2 separate regions of the Gossypium arboreum genome follow, and region 1 is linked to region 2. The links are chromatin contacts, called in public Hi-C maps. All regions are on one chromosome and are shown on one strand. The core of a region is the stretch at or near the end of the contact, and the rest is flanking DNA. Distances in the headings are between cores, read along the strand shown.

Region 1 (5,964 bases), core at 1,515-4,014, 310 kb after region 2:
TATTTCAAAATTTAAAATTTAAAAATAGCAAAAATGATTGGTTTACATTTTTATTTTAATGAATAAATTTTTATATAATATTTTACCATCATACTAAATTTTAAATTAATAAGTATTTAATTTTTAATTTAAAATTGAAAAATATCAAATTATAATATTTTGATTTCTTTTTAATTTATGAATTATTTAATTTTCAATTATTAGAACCAATTAATGGTTTTACCAATTTTAATTCTGAGTTTTTTAAAAAATTAACATTAATTTCAAGTTATAGGCATTTCAGTGTATTTAAACCTACGTCATTTTATATCGATAATAATCTCGATACCAATTGAACTAATATTCAATCAATAGTTATTTTTTAATTTTAAAATTATATTTTGTGTAAATATATTATATTTAAAAATAAAATATGAATTGGTCAAATATTTTATAAAATAATAATTTATTTTAAAATTTGAATTGGTTAAAAATAATTTAATTTTACTTAAATTATTTAAATTTTGTTTAGTAGATAAAACTAAAAAATAGAAAAATTAAATAGAAAAACAAGATTGCGATACATACCGCAACATGGATCTGTGTACCTTATTTGATACTCATACCTACCCTTATTTGAATTTTATATAATATTTTCATCCCAACTCTTAAAAGATTTATTTTATTTTGCTTAGCTCGTGTTGAAATTTTAAATGATATTAAGAATTCTATCACGCACACGTGAGAATTATGTATTTAAAATATAGAAGTATGTTTAAAACTAACATATATTAAATAATGAAATACATGATTAACTAATTAACAATAACATATGAAATATATGTAATATTAAAATAAAAATATTAAATTGTGAGTAAAATTAAATTCAAACATGTAAATACATCATATTGAGAATACAAAACAAGGTAAAATTATTTACATGTTATAATCAATATTGAGTTAGTGTTTAACTGGCTTGTAACACTAACTCAATCAACAACTTTATCAATATATATATACAAAATTAATGAGACAATAAAATATACATAATACAATTAAAATGTAAATATTATAATAAAATAAATATTTAGTTTAGTAGTCAAATTAATGTTTTGTTTTTATATAAGTAGCTCGTGTTCAAATTCTATCACTTATAAATTTTTATTTTATTTTATAAAAGACTAAAGTAGAGATTTACAATATAATATTTTTTTACAAATTAAATCAAATATATTATAAAATCTTATAAAAGAAATATATAAATGTTCAGAAAATTAAAATATATGTTATAGATTAGTATAAAATCAAGAAATTATAATTAAAAGTATTTAAGAACTAATTATAAAATTAATATAAATATGTTTAAGTAAATATAACGAGACAGGCAGGACGAATTTCACCTAAACTTAAACCCCAATACTAAAAAACTTATTAAGAAAAATCCAAATTGACCCGCCTGAAGATTTCATCTCCATTGAACTGGGATGAATAAAATCTCATGGAATTCGAGTTTTTTTGGGTCCTACTCCAATAATACTTAAGGCATGTTTGTTTCAAGAAAATAACTTACGAATTTTGTTTTGCATTTTCCTATATTTATTTTGTGGAAATAATTTGATCAAAAAAAAATTAAGCCTATTTTTTAGAAAATTACTTCTCGTTTTAAAAAGTATAAATCATTTCTAAAAATAATTTCTTAATAACTTGATTTTAATAAAAAAAACTTGGATGGAGCCAAGTATTATTATATTAATAGTATATTTTAAATTTAAAATATTAAAATTATATTTTTTAATATTATTAAACATACATATTTATACTCAATTATATAATAAATTATTAATATAAATAATACAATTTATTATTTTAATGAAGTTATTTTAATATTAAAATTTTTAATTATAAAATTTAACATTAATAACAATTTTATATTTAAAGTAATATTCTTAATATTTTATTGAAAAATTTTATATTAATATTTTAATAATAAATATATATTGCGATTTATAACTATTTTTATGTAAATTTATAAATAGATAGTAATAGATGTTTTATAATATAAAATATAAATATTTATTATTAATATTGCAATTTATAAATGTTTTACTAAGCAGGATTTAAATATATTTTAATAATTTATATTTATTTTTAAGCTTTCTTTTAAATTTTAGAATTATTGTAAAAATTTTAAAAATTAGCGATCAAATTAATAATTAATCATTTAAATTTACGTGCCACATGATCATTTAATATATAGAACTTAACAGATGGACTAATTTGTATGTTTTAAAATGTATAAGGGTTAATTTACCTCTTTTTTTAGTAGAAGTCCAAAATACAATATGCTCCTAAGACAGAACTTTTCCAATACTTCTATTGAATTCTAAGATAACATAATTACTATATGTTTTTGTCAAGAATTGATGGACTAAAACTCATAACAAATACACACAAATTGTCCCGTGAAGGTTAACTAATCGCATGAAACTAATTTAATTCACTGAAACTGACTTGATTCATGAAACATATAAAAAAACTTTGATACACAATGAAATACTCTATTAAAACTAGAGTTACAGGATAATTATAATATATTTTAAGGGATAAAATATCTATAGAGTTTAAATCCAATTACTTTTACAGTGTCCAAACACATTCCAAATGCAGCAGAAACCAAGGGATCTGAGCCGTTAATTTTTGTTCATCGTTAAACCTTTTCTAACCAATCAATATCAACGATCTGATCTTTTTAGCTATAAGGGTTCAACAGAGATTGTTCTAGACCGGAATAGCCGCCCTTCGTTTACTCCACGGAAAAGATCTAAGCAGTCAAAACAAGTTTTGTTAAATATCAACGGTGGAGATATTCCAAATATTTAAACCTAAAGTGTTTTAACATCATATATATGCTAAAAGAACCCATCTTTTTATTGCCGCTCCTATAAGAATTAAGAAGCAGGAAAATTACTATTTTAATTTTTTTCCCTTACACCCTACATTGTCGCTCTCTTTTACTTTTGGTGCCAAAGACCCGACTCTTCAGTAATCCTGCCTTCTTCTTCTGTTTTTACTTTGCGGGTATGATTTTCCATGCTCTTTTCTTTTGGTTCATCCTTGAATGTTATCATCGTCCCAAGTCTTCTCTTTTTCTTGCTTGTTTGCTTGCTACCATATTTTGTGGTTTATGTTTTCTTCTTTTGAACTTTCTTTTCTTTTCTGCTGAATTTTGAACTGCATTGTTGTCTAATACTCTGATATTTTGTTTTTGTATGTGTTTTTTTTTTTGGTTTCCATTACAATTCCTATTTTGCTTTAAGTTCTACCTATGTTCTCCTCTGTAAGCTTTTGTGTTTTTCTGTTTTGTTTCTGTTTTCTTGGCTAATCTCAGACATTTTTTCTTACTAAAATTTCACGTTGTTTGTTAATCTGAGACATTGTATTCGAGGAAAAGAAAATTTTTGAAACTTGTCTCGTGCTGGACTCTACTATCGGTCTCTTACTCTGTTTTTTTTTTTTGCTTATTTCGAGGAGTCAACGAAAACCTGTTTTGATATATATATATATATTTTTTTTTGTATTTTGAATTCTATTTGATGTTCAAACTTTAACTCCTTTCGGAAGCAATTTCTTTTGAGAATGCCGTTTGATTTTCGCAATGTTAAATCGTAATACCAGAGGAATCATTACCGCAAGGCATAGAGGGGGAGGTCATAAGCGTCTATACCGTAAAATTGATTTTCGACGAAATGAAAAAGACATATATGGTAGAATCGTAACCATAGAATACGACCCTAATCGAAATACATACATTTGTCTCATACACTATGGGGATGGTGAGAAGAGATATATTTTACATCCCAGAGGGGCTATAATTGGAGATACCATTGTTTCTGGTACAGAAGTTCCTATAAAAATGGGAAATGCCCTACCTTTGAGTGCGGTTTGAACTATTGATTTACGTAATCGTCAAAGCGATTTTGACTTTTTATTCTAAATTATTATTTCCGTTTCTTAAGATTTTGATTTATTTTGTTAATCCGTGCTAAACAACCCTAACCAGGAAAAATATTTCATTGAGAGAAGCTTTTTATTTGTTGTAATTGCATAAAATAAGCAGTATTTCTCTGCTCTTGGTTTCTTTAATTTTGTTTTCACCCCTTAGTGCATGTCCTCCACTGTTAGAGTCCAGAGCAACTGATTTCGAGTACTGGCTTTTTTTTTTTTTTTTATTCGGAAAAATATTATCGCGTTTTATTTTTAAAGTCGAGCCTATGTTGCTTAGATTTTTCTTGAAGTACCCGTTTCTGGTCATGGGTATGGGATACGACCTTCTAACTGCTCTCCAAATAAATGAAAAACTTAGAAGAAATCAAGCATGCCATGTTGTACTCATACCCATATTTGACACTCACACATAAGTAGTATAGAGTGGAGCTATTTAATGTCAAAAAGAAAATTGTATAATTTTCTGCTACAACTTTAGCATTTGAATTTTTGCTCTCTAAGGATAGTTATGTAAGTTGCCTGTTTGGAATTTTATCTCCCCATCCTTTCAAGTTTATCTTTGCTTTGTATTAACAATATAAGATTCTTTTTCGAAATAATTTCCAAAATTTAATAGCCTTCTCCTTGGAAATTTTTTTGTAAGATTTTATGTTGGTCATCACCTGTATCTAATCTTATATGCTGGTTCTGATAACTTGTAATCTTGGACAACTAGTAACTCATATGCTGTGTTTTTCATTTATTTTATTCTATTTTATTGCTGTTTTTTGTCTTTAATTTTCCTATTTGTTTTTCACTGAAGGAGAAATTTTTTTGTTGTGGATTTCTTCTTTGACAATTAAAATGTTTGAAGCTATTCATCTAATCAATGGAAATGTTTATCTTATAAGATTTTGCTCTTGTGGAGATTCTGTTATTTCACAATTCCATGAGATTTGTGTAGTCTTGTACATTTTAGTTGTTTACATGTACAGTTTACTTGCAATTAGTGGTGAAACTAATGCTATCAATCTAGTACTAATGTCCTTACTGATTGATTTCAAGATGGAGAAAGCAAGTACTGAAGAAGCACTGGAATTACCATCTCTGCCCCTACCACTGCCAACAATACCATCCAATGTGAAGCTAGAGAGCTTGAAGCCTCCCAAGTATTCTATTGTCAGTAGGAGTGAAGTTGGGACAAGTGGACGAAAGATATCCCTGCTTGCCAATCACTTCAAAGTTTCTGTCAATGCCCCAGATGCTGTATTTTACCAGTATACTGTAGGTTATTTTGTCTCCATTCTGTTTCTTCCTGGAAGTTCACTTTAAGGATGAATATTTACCAAAATATGATTTGCAGGTTACAGTTTCGTCAGAAGATAGTAGAGTTGTTGAAAGCAAGCGGATTGGGAGAAAACTTGTTGATAAACTTTACCAAACATACTCTTCGGAACTTGCTGGAAAAAGATTTGCCTATGATGGTGAAAAGAGTTTGTATACAGTGGGTCCTTTGCCACAGAACAAGTTTGAATTTACAATAGTGCTAGAAGACTCATTTACGAAATGGTATATTCTTTTTCTCCTTGCTGGATTTAGATTTTGTATATGTTAGAATCTAGATGTTATAACTTTTTTGTCACAATAGCTCACTGTCTGGTTGTGAAACCAGGAGTCCTGTTGCTGATGGAGGCCCTGCTGAGACTGGCAAGAGGACAAAGCGTTCTTTCCAGTCAAAGACTTACAAAGTAGAACTAAGCTATTCTGCTAAGATACCCTTGAAGTCAATATCTCTTGCCCTCAAAGGAGTTCAGTCAGATAATAGCACTCAGGATGCTTTGAGAGTACTTGACATCATTCTAAGGCAGCAAGCTGCTGAACGGTATTTAATTTTCTTATTCTTTTTTGGTTCAAGACTTAACCATTTTCACAGAACCATATGTGTCCCCCTGGATATCTGTATGTACTGCTTGTCCTGTCTTATTTTAGTGACAGTGTTGG
Region 2 (6,637 bases), core at 3,328-5,827:
TTTACAAAACATAAAAAGGAGGCAAATCACTAGTTAACATTCAAATTACATAAAATGGCTATAATAAACCAAATTGAATCTCCTTTACCATATTTATGATTTGAAAATGTTTTTATAAATTATGTGAAAATTAAAAAGTTTCTAATATTTTTAAACAAATACATATTTTCAAGCATATCCATGAACAACTTCAATATTTATATTACAAAAATTTCAAGACCTATAACTCCAATCCAGAAACCTGAAATAAAATCATTTTATTATACTTTAAATGATAAATTAGATTTTTGGGACCCGAATATTGGACAAGTAAAATTTTCACTAATCGAAACCTGCAATGATGGCGATTCAAGTTCAGTCAATTTGTCTAAAAAACTGTCAAATAAACAAGATGATGTAATAGCTACTTGATAATTGTTACATCCGCCATGGCAAACAAGTAAAGAACAGAAGAAATAGATCGGAACGGAGATCCGAAACACCAAACAACATTGCAGTGGGACATTGCTTCTTCTAGCTACCCCTTTTATTGGTGTCGAAGACAGAATGATGAATAATAATAAGAAGCAGAAGAATTCCCTAACCGACGAAATGCTATTCCGGAACTCATCGCCTTTTCTCCTAATTAATCCTATGCAGGACCGAGCATTCTCCGCTGCAAACCACAGGAAAAGCACAAGCTGTTCAATTACATGGGGTTTCGTTTTTTTTTTTTTTACTTCTTCAAGCAAGAAAATGACATTGGCAGATGCTTTAGGCTAGAAACATCAAACAACTCCATAAACCTCTGATCCGAAACTCTAGCTTTTGCGGCAGCAAACCTTTGGTACTCGTCGAACACGGATGACAAACACCATCTTTGCAATTTCCTCAAGCATCCAACCAGACAACCAGTTCGGTGCTGGAAAATAAAGCAAAGCAATATCATAAGTCTCAGATGGTATTGATCAGTCGAACTCAGGTATGAAACACTGGAAAAAAACCAACATGCACATACCTTCCCTCGATTACAATGAATTAAAACTGGGTGATTCCTAACATCTGCATAGTAGAGAAGGCAAAATTAGAAGTCCTGAAACCAATGAACCACGTTTAAAATAGCTAGAGATAAAGTCTAACCGAGGACGAGTTTTAAAGCTTCACGAATCGTATCCTCTGGAATATTTACAAATGGCTCCTGGATGAAATGTGTATATTAGTTAATTTCTATCATTGGATACATCATTTCAAAGTAGGTTCCATGCAAGAACCGAGCTTTTCGACATTTAACTAGTGAAGGATAGAAACTAAATGGAATCCTTGTTGTCGAGACCAACAATCCTACGTTCATCACTGCTATGCTACTTGAAAACAGGTAATGTATTTTTCCATATATTTGAAGGATTTTTGAAAGACCATATCCTTATTAACCCATGTCCAGATATGCATCAAACAAAAGCATCAAAGACAAATACCTTACGAAAAATGAAGAGTCAAAGTAGCACAGTATCACTACTTACTGCTTCTAGTTATATATATATATATATATATAACCCACAACTACAAGCCATACGACATGAAGATATCGATCGCTTTAAACAATCACAGTATAATATAGCCTACATTGCATTGCACTTTATTTAACCATCTATGAGTAAGTAAGCTTCATTGCAATTTCAGCAACCTCGGGGATACATGTGATGTGATGATACAAACGGACTCTTTTGCCAACAATTGTGTAAAGCTCATGCTGCAGTAGATAATTTTACCAATTACCACCTTTCCAGACTAATTATCTTATTTTGTTTCAGGATTGAAATTGGTATATTTTTAGTTCATTCTCTAGCACTATGGTGACTCATAAGCTGTAAATGAATAGAACGTTGAATGAATAGTTTGGTTTCTGATCGTTTACCAAACTAAATAAACAAACATGAACAAGATTTTGAAATTCGTTTATTAAACGAACTGAACACGAACAAACTGAACACGAACAAAGCTTGTTCAGATTATTTATGTTTATGAATAAGCTCGTTTATATTCTTTTAATAGATTATTTAAAACTTATTTATTATTCAATTATTATATAAATTAATAATATTATTGTTTGTGTATTTATTTTATTTATAATATAATTATTAATATTTATATTTAATTATTTGTAACTAAAAAATAATATGAATGTTTATTTATTGTTATTATTCAAGAACATTATTCGTAAATATGTTTGCAAATATACAGGTTTAATGTTCAAGAACATATCTGTTTAACTTAAATGAACTAACAAAACACAAATAATTTAAAAAAAAAAAACAAATTTGAAATTCTTAAGGAACATGAACCAAACATGAATAAGTAAACAAACATAAAACAGGAATTTATTCATTCAAGCTCGGTTCAATTCGACCCTAGTAATTCACTGACATGAGAAGAAGTACACGGAAAAATGAAACGAGTTTTACAAATAATCCGGTAGGGTATTAAAGATGATAAGGATATATTGACAGCCAACTATAATATTTCCATTAGCTATGAAGTAAATGTAAAGCAAATGGCGAGGCTTAACAAGTTTGTAAAATCAAAAATTCAAAATACAAAGATATTTCATCACTTAATCTTGCATTAATGATAAAAGAGGCCTCGTTCCATGGTTGTGGTCATTATTACCTACTTAAAGACAGCACCTACAAGTTGTTAAATTTAGAGCGGGATTTACTAGGTTTTTGTTTTGTTTTGTGTCTTTTTTTTTTTTTTTTTTTTAATAATGAACATAGGGCTCGAACTTTGACATGAGTGCCAAAGACGGATACATGTCCAATACGAGTAATGTTCAGTTTTTTTCCTTGGTGTTGGATGTAGATACTTGAAAGAAAACGAAAAAGGTAGTTGGCAATATAATAAGCAAAGCAAAAAACAAGTGACTTGATATCTTTCAAATATTGAAGCACAAAGGAGTATATCATTACTTACTCGGATTTACTTGCGGCTTAGTAAACAAATATTCCAAAACACACACACACAAACAAAAAGAAATTCACACCAAGCTATAGCTACTGTTGCATGCTCAAACAAATCACGAACGCCAAAAGCATGACCAAGGCGTAGTTTCTACTTCCTGATTGCTTTTCTCAGAGATTGAAATTCACATGAAAGGGGAAACATAACCCTGAGGCTTTATTACTTCTTAGAGGCTCACTTTATTCATAGAAAGAGGCTAGACTTTAAACTATTATGGTTCATTCAGGAAAATTTCACATTAGAGTTCAATTTCTTCACAAATGAATATATAAAACTACATTCCAATCTCAAAATACATGCACAAGTTATCACTAATGTTTTGATTTGAATCTCAAGCAAGATTTGGAAAATTTTAATAGAAAATCATGGTAATACAATCTATGACTATATGCATAGCTTAAAAAAAATTAGTCAATTCAGAATTTTAATGAAAAATCATCAAATATTTTCCTCATTAAACAACTAAAATTTTAGGAAATGAAGAAAAATTAACTGTCTTTCCAATATTCCAACTATAATTTTCAAGGAATTTACAGCAAAACGTTTGAGCTCCTTCTCGAATGCATTTCTCATTATTAACTCTTAACACCCAAAAAGGAAAGAGCCACCATTTGTATCATATCAAATAAGCCTAATTGTACAAATCAAACTCCCAAGCATTCATAAGCATATGGAACCGGAATTCCCTTTTCTTGCTAATGAATTAATGATAGCTTGTATGCATTTATTATATATAATATCTCCTAAATGAATGATTTGATCAAACACCATCATCAGATTTGCAATCAAAAGCTTAAATTGCAAAGCGAAATTTAAGAAAGTGTTACCTTGTAACTTTCAATTCCAAACTGAAAAAGCTTGATTCCATTGGACTTTAAAAACTCAGTGTTGGCTTCTGGGTATGGTTCAGGACACAGATATCTAGCATTTAAAAAAAAAAAGGAGTGAGAAAAGAGGACACCCTTTTAACTCAAAGTAGAAAATGATTGATTTGCATGTCAAAAAGAAGAAAGTTCGGTCTTACATGATGGAGGTGAGCTTAAGCGTTTGAAGGAAAGAGAAGTTGGCAGAATCAGGGAAACCAGACCTGAAGATTCCATTGTCAACCATAGCAAAGTTTAAAGGAGGAATCAAGTTGAGGTCATCTGAAGTCGACGACAACATGTCGACGTGGTGGTCAACGGCGGGGGCATATTCTTCTATGGTTCTGCACATCTGATGGCTACGAGCTGGCTGTTGGTTTAGGCTTAGTTTGGTATTATAACTGTCTTCTTTCATGAATGAAAATGTGGGTTTTTGTTCAGAGTGGGGCGGCGGCGACAGTTAAAAGTGGGGATAGAGGAAGGTGGTGGTTAAAAGTGGAGGGAGAGGGAGTTAAAAGGAAGATGGAGATTGGAGATGAACATGAACATGGTTTCCTTATATTATCCAACAAAATGTTTTTTTTTTTAATTTATTTATATTTAATTTCTTTTATGTAGAAAGAGAAACTTGAGTACAAAAAGTGAAAAAGGAGAGTGACGGACGGGAACGCCATGGAACTCACTGGTTTTTGGGCTTTAAAACTTCTATTCTTTTATGATTCGGGACACATATTTTCCAATAAAAAAACTTGAGTAAATGGGTAAATTTTTATTTCCTTGAAATAATTAAAAATTATAATTTAGTGATTAAATTATTTTAAAAATTTATTTAAATTATTGAATTATTAAAATTGATATTTTATGATTTTTCTTGTTACTAAATTATTAAAATTGATAGTATTTATCTATCTTATTAATTGGCAAATTATCGTTTGATATTTATTGACACATAAATTTTTTTAAAGAAACTTTAATAACCTAATAATTTAATTAATAACTTTTAAATAGTTAAAAGTCAAATACACCAAATAATAATTTTTTAATTAATTGAGTAACCCATAATTTAAAACTTTCTCATACCAGACATCGCAATTGGAATCCGGACCAAGTGTTTAAAATTCTAAGATCTCGTTAGCAATTGATTTACGTAAGTTGAAATTCAGTTTACAAATTTTCGTTTATAAATACTATTTTTAACTTAAAAATATAAATATTGTTGTTGCTGGTAAATTTTGTATTGAAATAATATATTTGAATTGTCTAATTTAATTATTTAATCTGATTAGAAAATTTGAATATAACAAAGAGGTCTCTAACCTGTCAAATTTGTTTTGATTGTGAAAGTTTTATGGTTGATTTGTCTTTTCCCAAGATTTTTTGCTCTGTTTTATGCTTGAAAATTACATTAATAATTCGATTATAAGTTAAGAATTTGTATTAAAATTGACACCCACTGTTTGAGTAAATATGATATAAAAATAATATGATAATAGTAACATAAACATCATATAAATATACAAACAAATAAACTTTATAAATATAAGTTAGTAAGTCCAAAAATATATATATATTAAGCTACCAAATAAAAACACAAGTTCAGAAATGGGCAGGCAACAAAAATAAAATATATGATATGGGAAAGAGAAAGAAAAGAGGAGGGGAATAAAGAGTACATTCTAAAGAATATGCTTTGGGGTATAAAATAGTTAGTGCTCCAACTGCGAGACCTAGGCGCCACGTACTTTCTCCATACTACTTTATTTCTTTTATAAATCAAGCTCATTTCTGAAAACAAAAATTACACCAATTATTTGTATCATTTTTTGTTTTATTTTATCATGATTATATTTTTATATAAATTTATTTATTTGTTTTAAATAGAGTATTTTTTTTTTAAAAGTAGATGTGAGGAAGGGCAGGTGAACTTTTTCTTTTGAACGGTGGATATGAAATGGTTATAATAATTGTTTGTCTTATCTTATCCCGCTTCACTTTATAAAATTATTATTTTATCTTTGTATATATAACTATAAAATAGAACAATGTATAATGTATAATTGACATTTTATGTTTAAATATTTGTTATATGTTAAATAGATTGAAAATATTAAAGATAAGTAATAAAAATGAAATTGGAGCAAAGTGGGATGGGAATTGATACATCAAACATCTATGGAAGTGATAGTGATATTTAAGATTATACATTCGTATAGAACGGAACAGATGGTAGAATAGAGTCTGCTAATTGTGAAGCGATGATAAATTTAACAAATTCTATCCCCGCCCTGCTCTATTATCTTCTTTATTTGAAAACTTAAATTTTGGTCTCATTCTAGGTAATTTATGTATGGATTTTTAAATATATATAAATTGATATAAATATTATAATGTATGTTATTGATTGAATATTCTTTCAATTATTGAGTTCAACCATGTTTTATAATTATTGGTTTTGTTTATAATTATCTAGATATATTATTTATAATCGTATCGCTATTATAATTTTACTTAATTTTACTTATAAAATTAAAATATATATATTGCATTTTGATTTTTATCATATCATTTTCTTAAATATTACAAAAAAAAAAAAAAAAACAAACAAACAAGAACTTGCCCTCTCATGTAATTTTTTGGTTTTTACATAAATAAATTAAAAAAAATTATATATTGAAATAGGTTGTCAGCTGGATTATTTACGAAAATGGTATTTTTTTTAATCGCGCCTATCTGACAGGTGCAACTCCTTTTTTATATTAAAATATTTTTTTCGTTTA

Evidence for each region. Hi-C and Micro-C count contacts between places; a contact is called where the count stands out from the background.
Region 1: a Hi-C map of leaf shows a contact between it and region 2, with 2.1 times the contacts expected there. The contact joins the promoter of LOC108461845 here to the promoter of LOC108453508 in region 2. A contact is called at or near these places in 2 of 5 Hi-C or Micro-C datasets (both in leaf).

The regions. Positions count from the first base shown.
Region 1 is chr7:52,008,940-52,014,903 of ASM2569848v2, forward strand. It overlaps LOC108461845 (protein argonaute 16), which reads left to right and starts at 2,765. Exons shown (of 23, transcript XM_017761845.2): 1 at 2,765-3,057; 2 at 5,029-5,247; 3 at 5,327-5,532; 4 at 5,636-5,845. The coding sequence starts at 5,029.
Region 2 is chr7:51,693,493-51,700,129 of ASM2569848v2, forward strand. It overlaps LOC108453508 (probable tyrosine-protein phosphatase DSP4), which reads right to left and starts at 4,578. Exons shown (of 6, transcript XM_017751662.2): 1 at 4,022-4,578; 2 at 3,825-3,918; 3 at 1,120-1,177; 4 at 998-1,041; 5 at 822-901; 6 at 302-655. The coding sequence starts at 4,275. The coding sequence ends at 622.